Regions from separate parts of the Zea mays genome. Here region 1 is linked to region 2. A link is a contact called in public Hi-C data. All regions are on one chromosome and are shown on one strand. Each heading gives the region's core, a stretch centred on a gene start, on an enhancer-like site or on the middle of the called end of the contact. The rest is flanking DNA. Distances are from core to core; before and after follow the strand shown. Region 1 holds the start of LOC100284321. Region 2 holds the start of LOC100282570 (peptidyl-prolyl isomerase PASTICCINO1).

Region 1 (3,805 bases), core at 494-2,993, 370 kb after region 2:
GGTGTCCCAAGGGAATTAGAAGAATAATCACTAAAAAGAAACTTCTTCACTGAAGCAAAGGATATAATAACAGTAAAAGAACCTGAAGTTTATGTAAATTATGTGTGTATCGTTATTATCATTAATTGACAATGCCAAACTGATGTTCTGTCCTATTCAATGCAGAGAGTTCACACACAGATCCCCAAACACTGATATAATTATGCATCAAGTCACACCAGAGAGACACAGGTCCATATACTCGTTTGGTCTTTTTTGCAGTCTTTTCTCACCTTTCAAATCCATCTCTCGTCCCCTAACGAGTTTTATTTCCTCCTTCCTTTCACCCAAAGGCAGAGCTTCATTAGGGCCATGGCCCCTCCACGTTTTTGCAAATCTATAAATGATGCTACAGTGTCTTAGTATATTTTGCTAATGAAGATTTAGATCCCCCCCCCCCCCCCCGACATTCCCTAAACCATGTATATTCTAACCTAAGATTCGCCACTGCTTTCACTTAGCACAAGCACAAAGCCTTTATTAATTTCATAGAATCCGAAGAACATAAACCACTCCCTTAATCAGCAGCTTTTGGTTGCATGTTTACTGTATAGCAGGTTTACCAAATGTAGGATATTTATAATAATGGGCAACCAAATAAGAAACCCAAGCCCTAACATACTTGATCGTCCACATTCTGGTCCTTGAAAAAACTCCTCGTTTGCAGAGTCAAGTAGTCAACCGAGCATTGGAGCTACCAACCGAGAACCCACCATCAATCCCCTAGCTATCGATCAATGCCGCTATCTCAAGCAACAACTAACAGCCATTCAGCATCAAGCGGTATTCCAATACTCAAAACAGACAACTTAACCTTCCATCACAACTACATCATATTTCGACATAAACAGTTATCCCCAACATTGATAATTCAAGACACGTTGGCAATTCAAGTACGGATGAATGGCATGTACCTGCAATATCGGGTTGGGTCGGTCGCAGCAGTATCCCTCGACACCGAGGACGAGATCCCTAGCCCCAGTGCCGCACACAGACTGCACAAACCGCCTGCAGGAACAATTCCCTCACTCACTAAGCAGGAGCAGGAGTGAAAGGAAGGATAGGGGGAAGGGAGGCGCTAGAACGTACAGGAGGTAGTGGTAGGCCCCAAAGGTGAGGAAGTGGTTGATGCTCTGGATGAAGGTGCCCTCGAAGATGGGCCATTGCCCGCAGAGGAACGACACCACCACCAGCGCCGTCACTGACCCGTGCACCAGCAGCAGCCACGGCACCTCCATCCCGGCAGGGATCCCCACGCCTTTGCCGGGGGACCGCTGCCGCCGCCGGCAAATCTGATCGATCCAGTCAAAGGAAAACCGCAGCCGGACGGAGAAAACAAACAAGCAACCTCCTCTGTTTAGCCGCCAACCTGGTCGATCCAGTCAAACGCGCTTCACGCCACCGCTGCGGGTGGGTCCCCCTGCACCTGACTCGCCTCGCTAGACACTTCTTCGCCGCCGGCCCGCTCGACAGACCCTTGACTTGCCGCCGCTCGACTGACTGCTAGTGCTAGGGTTAGGGTTGGGAAGGAGGCGTGCCGACGAGGACTGGAGCAAGGCGTGGAGGATCGTGCGCGGCGGCGAGTGGCTCAAACGCTGGTCGTAGCGGCGCCGATGGGGGAGAACGAGTAGGGTGTTCGGGAGGAGAAATTTGTATTTTTGACACCCTAAATAACTGGCTTTGCACAATTGACATTCTAATTTCTAAAGATTAAATTCGTAAATCTGACACGCACTTTTTAATAGTTTTTTTATTTTCCCATTTTCTGAGATATGGAAGGAATAAATATAATATACCATTTCTCGTATTTAACGTACTAATAAAGCCACCGCTGCGGCAAATTGAGAATGTGGTACTCTTTTAATAAGTGAAAGAGCACATCTGCGGCAAATTTATAAACAAGAAAGGATATATTAGTCCTTTTATATTTTAGAAAATAGAAAAAAGAAAAGAAAACTATTAAAAGATAAAATGACAAATAAATCAAAGTGACAATGATGTGGGTATCAAATTTACGAAATTAATTTTAGAGTGTCAATTGTGCAAAATCACTTACTTAAGGTGTCAAAAATACAAATTCCTCATTAGAGAATGGAGACACTTCAATTGTCGGACTGGGCTTTTATCTAGGGACTAGGTAAGTGTCCGTGTTTTGCCACGATGTTTAAAAGTTAACGATAAACATCACTATGATATGCACGGCTATCTTCCTAGGTCCTAGCACACGAGCGCAATGGCGTCCACCACCACCATCTTCCTCGTTGTCTTCCTGCTCATTGCAGCGTCCGCAACACGACGTGGTCCTGCTCACCTCGCGAGCTGCACGCGCTGCTGAACATGAAGCATGTGCTACCCAACTACTGCGCGTGGGACCACTTTTGGTGCAACGACGTCGGGCCAGCGTGTAAACATCGTCTTCATTGACGGCGCGGACGACGTGCATGGCCAGATCCCGTCCACGATGGGCGGGCTCACGGAGCTCATGTCGCTAACCCTATGACCGCATCTATCCCAAATCCATTTTCATCATTGTACACCATTATGTGAGGTTAGAGAATTATTCCTTTTTGTTTAAGAAAGATCATGTATATGATGAAACCAGTACCTAGACGAAAGAAGGCAAATATATTAGATGTAATTGCACAATGTCATGAAAGTAGGATATGTGAACCCAGGATATCTTAACCCTGGATTAAAAATGTTGAATATGATACTTTACATGTTCTGGTAAATCAAACACACATTTATGTATTTTTAGATTATGAAGAAACTTTGAAATGTTTGATCTCTGTTCATGCACATACTTTTGGTTGGTACCTTCTCTAGTTATGTGCTCATGTGTTACGACGTCATCCAAATTATTCAATAAATGTTAGTGCACAAAGATTACATGAAAACGAACAACATATATATCATCAACCCCAATATCTCACAAATTTACACTAATAACATGAAATGTGTGCGCAATTCAAATAATGATAATTTGTTTTCTAACATGCTTGTTTACGGACATCTTCATTTGGTGAAGTGAGAAGCTTCACCAGGATGGGAGGCACCAATATTTACAACCGACAATGGTGTCCTCTGCAGAGACAACCATGCTGCCTCATATTGCGGCCACAATAAAACCAGAAAAGAAAAAGGTAAGTTTTCATCATAAACAGATCAGGATTAACACCATTCAATCTTCAGGTAAGTTGACGATTCTTCGCTCATAGATAGATTGGGATTATAACAACATACAACCTTCAATCAAGCAAGTAAAGTGGCATTGTTATGTTTGAGCAGTAGCAACACTACAACCAATTTTGGGTTTACAATATATCTACAAACAATATCTATGTCTACATTATGTAATGCACGTACATAATCATAAAGCTAATGCAAAAGTTTAAGACTGAATGTGCCTCAAAAGTAGTTTCCTGTAATACCTAGAGCTGAGGGTAGTCCTCCTTGGAGAGCAATTGTACCAAGGAAGGCAAAACTCCACATTTAATAACCTCCTTATTTGGGGGATCCATTGTTGATGACCAGAGAAGATAAACATATATTTTGGTTGTAGTTTGGACAACCGCACCACACAGTAATGATCTCGAATGTAGACATGGTAGGATTAGACAAATCCATGACACTTACTGCAGCAACCCATTGGCTGCACGACTCCTTAAAGCTACTGCTGCTCTGGGTAACTTCGCTTGTTCCCTCCAATACCCAAATTATTCGATAAAACGTTAGTGTGCAACGATTACATAAAAACGAATAACAC
Region 2 (4,289 bases), core at 1,615-4,114:
CCTGTTCCAAATTGCAAATCGTATTGGCTTTTCTGGGTACATAGCTTTCTCTATGCTCCTAGATATATTTTATGTCTAGATACATAGTAATGTATCTAGAAAAAATCCAAAATGACTTACAATTTGGAAGGGAGAGAGTACTAATTTTCAGAAGTAAAAGAAATGTCAAACCGGTGATCCAAGAAAAGCGAGAGAAAAAATATTTTTGCTGCAATGAGATAGGAAAGCTGTTCACCTTCTTTACAACCCCTAAATCATCTGCCACAACCTGACAAAGAAAATAAGCAGAGTAATTAATCAAAAGTAGCAAATAAAATCTTTACATGCCATGTTGTACATCAGCCATGGAATCAAAAAATCATCAAGACAGCAGGAGAGAAAATGTGTTTCTCAGTTATGACAACAACCTGGCAAAAGAGTTTAAGGGAATCAATACCAGAATTGCACTAAAAGGGTTTGTTTTCATGTAATAGTTAACCTCAACAGCTTTCATATTGGATGTGATATTATCCAGATAAAATAGAAAACCAAACCATTACTATTAATAAATAGTTACAGTTTCTTATGTGATAAATATAATTGTGCTGTGCTACTGAATGGGACACTGAAAAAAAACTATATACTAAATTATTAAGAAGTAAAAACAAAAAATGATACGGCACACAAACAACCAAATTTGATACCCTGATATCTTGCACAGTGAGCCTTACTTGTATTGACGGTATTACTTTTTGTATATTGCATAATGTTTTTGAAATCATACCACGCTGTAGATATTTTAAAAAAAAACAGACAAGGACCAGAAGTTCTCTGACATCAATGAAATATACATCAGTTGAAGCCATACTCTAGTCATCATTTAATGAGATTAACCTTGGCTTTAAAGAAATCCAACATTTCAATCTCAAATTGAAGTTCATCATCCTTCGGAAAGCCATCTGGAGTTGCAACTGGACAATCGTCCTCAGCGTAGTGAATTTTAGGCTGCATTTTGAACTGAAAAAAAGAATATAAGTGAGTAAGAAAAAGAGACAAAAATGACTAAACAATATGCGCATGTATTATTGTTAACATGTGCATTTTCAAATCGCTGCATTCTCCATGAAACTGAGTAGTGTCTTCGTATTAGAAATACCATACCATAGCAATTTCACCCTTCAGCATTGTTGGGAAGCCTTCAGCAAAGCCTAGGATCATCTTGCTCTTCCCTAAAACAAATCTGAGTGGGATTCCTTTACCTGTAAATTATAACAATAGTAACGAAGATGATTTGAAGGCTCAATAATTGAATTGGGTAGTCATATAGATGGGACAACCATTTGGGGTGCAAAGTTCATGCGGCAGTTTGTTGTAAGATACAAATATTACAGAAAAGAATCAGATAAAAAAGTACTACAGAAAAGACATAGTGATCTATTATATTGTTCTAGAGGATGCACAATACAGGACAGGTGTTTTCCAAACCGCACACATGGCTAATGAACACAGCACAAAACAGGATGCTTGCGACATAAAATTTAAGTTGAGTTGTGAAATGCAAGCACGCAACCTCATCAACAGAGGAGGAAACCATACTATAATTAATATGAAAACAGGATATGGAAGCAACAATATTTATAGATACTGCAGTATACATAGTGGTGAAATGTGCTCAGAGATGATGCAACACCTCCATGCTCCCTTCTTGTAGAATTTACAACGATACCATCAATTGTCCGAGTAGTGCAATGAAGTATAACCTGCACAATTATTACAATGAGATATATTTAATCTGACCATCTAAAATTCCTCATGTCCACAGTAATAAAAACAGGACTGTGCAAAAGCCATTATGAGGGTCAGCAAAAAGTGCTGCCATCAACAGTGTAAAATGTGTAGTCCTGAAAAAAAAAGGAATATGTGCTATATGTAGTATGTATGAACAATCCAACACAAGAGTTTCATTTGACCATTAGGATAAGTTCTGTTAATGTGTATTTACAGGACACAATAGAAAATGTCAGTTAATGGATGATCTCGGCATTACACCAAAAACTTGTGCCACAAATAGGGTCATTCTATGTAAGAACCAATAGCCAATTACACAAATTGTTGGATGATTTACTCGATCAAGTACAACTAAAGTTCCAAACGTCCTTGCTCATCAATCAACATCAAACAGTGGTTCGGCTGCAGAGGGAAACACACGTTCCTGATTGTATGCACTTCCACAATTTCATTGCACGATATATGAAGGCAGAGAGGGCAGGCAGTCCTTTCAACCTGATCGCCCTCTGCAGGGGTGGCATCACCGCTCCCAGACCGTATAATGCCCTTCATTAAGCTCCCAGGTGTAAGCTTCTTCCTCCTGCAGTGCAACAGAAACATGGCGTGATCACAAGCAAGCAGCAGTAGTTCAACGAACGAAAGGAATGTCTGAATTGCAAAATTCTACAGCCGGATTAATAATGGAAACAAATACTAAGTCCCGCAATTCGACCCTGCATGCTTCGGAACCCCGAGGGGGCGAACTGGGACTGACCTCTTCTCGGCCTCCTCCTCCGCCGGTGACTTCTTCTTTACGGGCGGCGGGAGTTCCCCACCGCCGTCGCCGGCATCTTGGGCCATGGCCGAAGCTATAGCTTCCGGGCAGGTGCTCAACGGCCGCCGCGTCGGAACGGGGTAGGGAGAGAGGTAGGGCAAAGGAATACTTCGCTAATCAAGGCCGCTGTCCTGCGCGGGCGTAACTGCTGCTAATCAAGGCCGGGATGCGGAGCAGTTGCGGCAGTCGGTAGCAGCAGGCCAGCAGCCAGCACAGCGCCTTGGAGAGTTGGAGTTGGAAGAAGCGGGTGGTACGGGAATGGGATGGTGGACTCGCCGGTCCCCGCCTCTCCGGCGCCCGGCGGAGAGTCCAACGAAAGCATGTCGCTGGTACCTTCCTTTGACTTGGGCCTCGTGTTTCAATGGGCTGTGGCTCCATTGGGCTGCGAGCAGGCTGCCATATGCCCAGGCCGTTATCTCAGATGGGCCGTTGCACTTGCACGTCTCGCTCAGGCGCTCCTTATTAGCGGCCGCCAACTCGCCGGCGCTGCGTCCGCGTGCTGCGTCTTCACCAAGCTCCCGGTCGCCACCGCGCCTCTCGTGCGCGCGGCGGTCCGGCGTCGATGCTAAGCCCTTCCCGCTCCATCGCTTCCGCCTCTCGTGTAATTCTGAGTAAGGATTCATCCTTCGTTGGCTCTTCTCTGTCGGCAGTTTATTTTATGTTTTATGGGGCTATGGTGGTTCGGGGGGGATTTTGAACTGCACTTAGCTGTTCGAAGGAAGGGCCGACCGAATCAAACCGAAACCGCGTGGATTGATACAGGCCGATGGTAGCTATCTACTTTGGCATTCGATAGGAAATGGGAATCAGCAGTGCATATTGTTCCCTGTGATTTGGATGAGCAGTCATCAATGCAGGCGGTCTGTGTTCATCCTGTTTGTAAACAGCATCGGAGCTCCTGTGTGTAAGGCTGTAACATCTCTCTCCTGAAACTGGCAGAATGGACCAACCTCTCCATCTCGTGCACGTCAAGATTCTCGCCGCGGACCTTCTCTCCTTAACCGTACGGCACACCTCTCCGACGACGTTCCTCCGCTGCGGCCGTAGGGTTGCGCGTGCGGAGCTCGTCGGAGTCGTCGTCTCGCGTGACCGCAGGGAGAAGTTCCTCCGCTTCCTGGTCGACGACGGCACTGGGTGTGTGCCGTGCATCCTGTGGCTGAACCACCAGTACTTGAATGCTAGGACGTCCTCTGGGCCATCGTCAGACCATGATCCTACTGCAGAGATGGCGCTGAAAATGTCAGAGGAGGTGCGTCTAGGCACCCTCTTGAGGGTGCGAGGGAAGATCGCCTCGTATCGTGGTGCGATCCAGATTACTGTTAGAGATGTGGTTCCGGAGAAGGACCCGAATTCGGAGGTGCTGCATTGGTTGCAGTGTGTCCGCCTGGCCAAGGAGTGCTATGATCTGCCACCACGTTCTGCTCAAGGTCGCACTTGAATGGGGTTTACCATGTGTAGTTTGTACGAGTTTATCTATCTCTGCACTTGCTGGAGACAATCTCTTCTAAGGGGGGCTCTTAATTCTTTGCCATCTTTACGAAAACCACTTAATCACATGTTATTGATATGGTATTTTATATGCCACTCACCCCTGTAAAAGTGGCAAAATGTATTTAGTGTCTCTTCTTTTCCTACTAAAAAAATTATCCCATGCTCACGGGCTGCATAGGAAATGCTCAAGTATTAAAATCTATATGAAACGATATAG

Evidence for each region. Hi-C and Micro-C count contacts between places; a contact is called where the count stands out from the background.
Region 1: a Hi-C map of endosperm shows a contact between it and region 2, with 2.6 times the contacts expected there. The contact joins the promoter of LOC100284321 here to the promoter of LOC100282570 in region 2. A contact is called at or near these places in 4 of 25 Hi-C or Micro-C datasets (endosperm, leaf and tassel).

Annotation. Positions count from the first base shown.
Region 1 is chr9:133,685,684-133,689,488 of Zm-B73-REFERENCE-NAM-5.0, forward strand. It overlaps LOC100284321, which reads right to left and starts at 1,744. Exons shown (of 10, transcript NM_001157216.2): 1 at 1,129-1,744; 2 at 954-1,047. The coding sequence starts at 1,277.
Region 2 is chr9:133,315,168-133,319,456 of Zm-B73-REFERENCE-NAM-5.0, forward strand. LOC100282570 (peptidyl-prolyl isomerase PASTICCINO1) reads right to left here and starts at 2,865. Exons shown (of 20, transcript NM_001155478.2): 1 at 2,522-2,865; 2 at 2,263-2,347; 3 at 1,670-1,739; 4 at 1,141-1,238; 5 at 874-996; 6 at 236-268. The coding sequence starts at 2,607. It overlaps LOC100285101 (OB-fold nucleic acid binding domain containing protein), which reads left to right and starts at 3,072. Exons shown (of 2, transcript NM_001157996.2): 1 at 3,072-3,192; 2 at 3,521-4,216. The coding sequence starts at 3,522. The coding sequence ends at 4,019.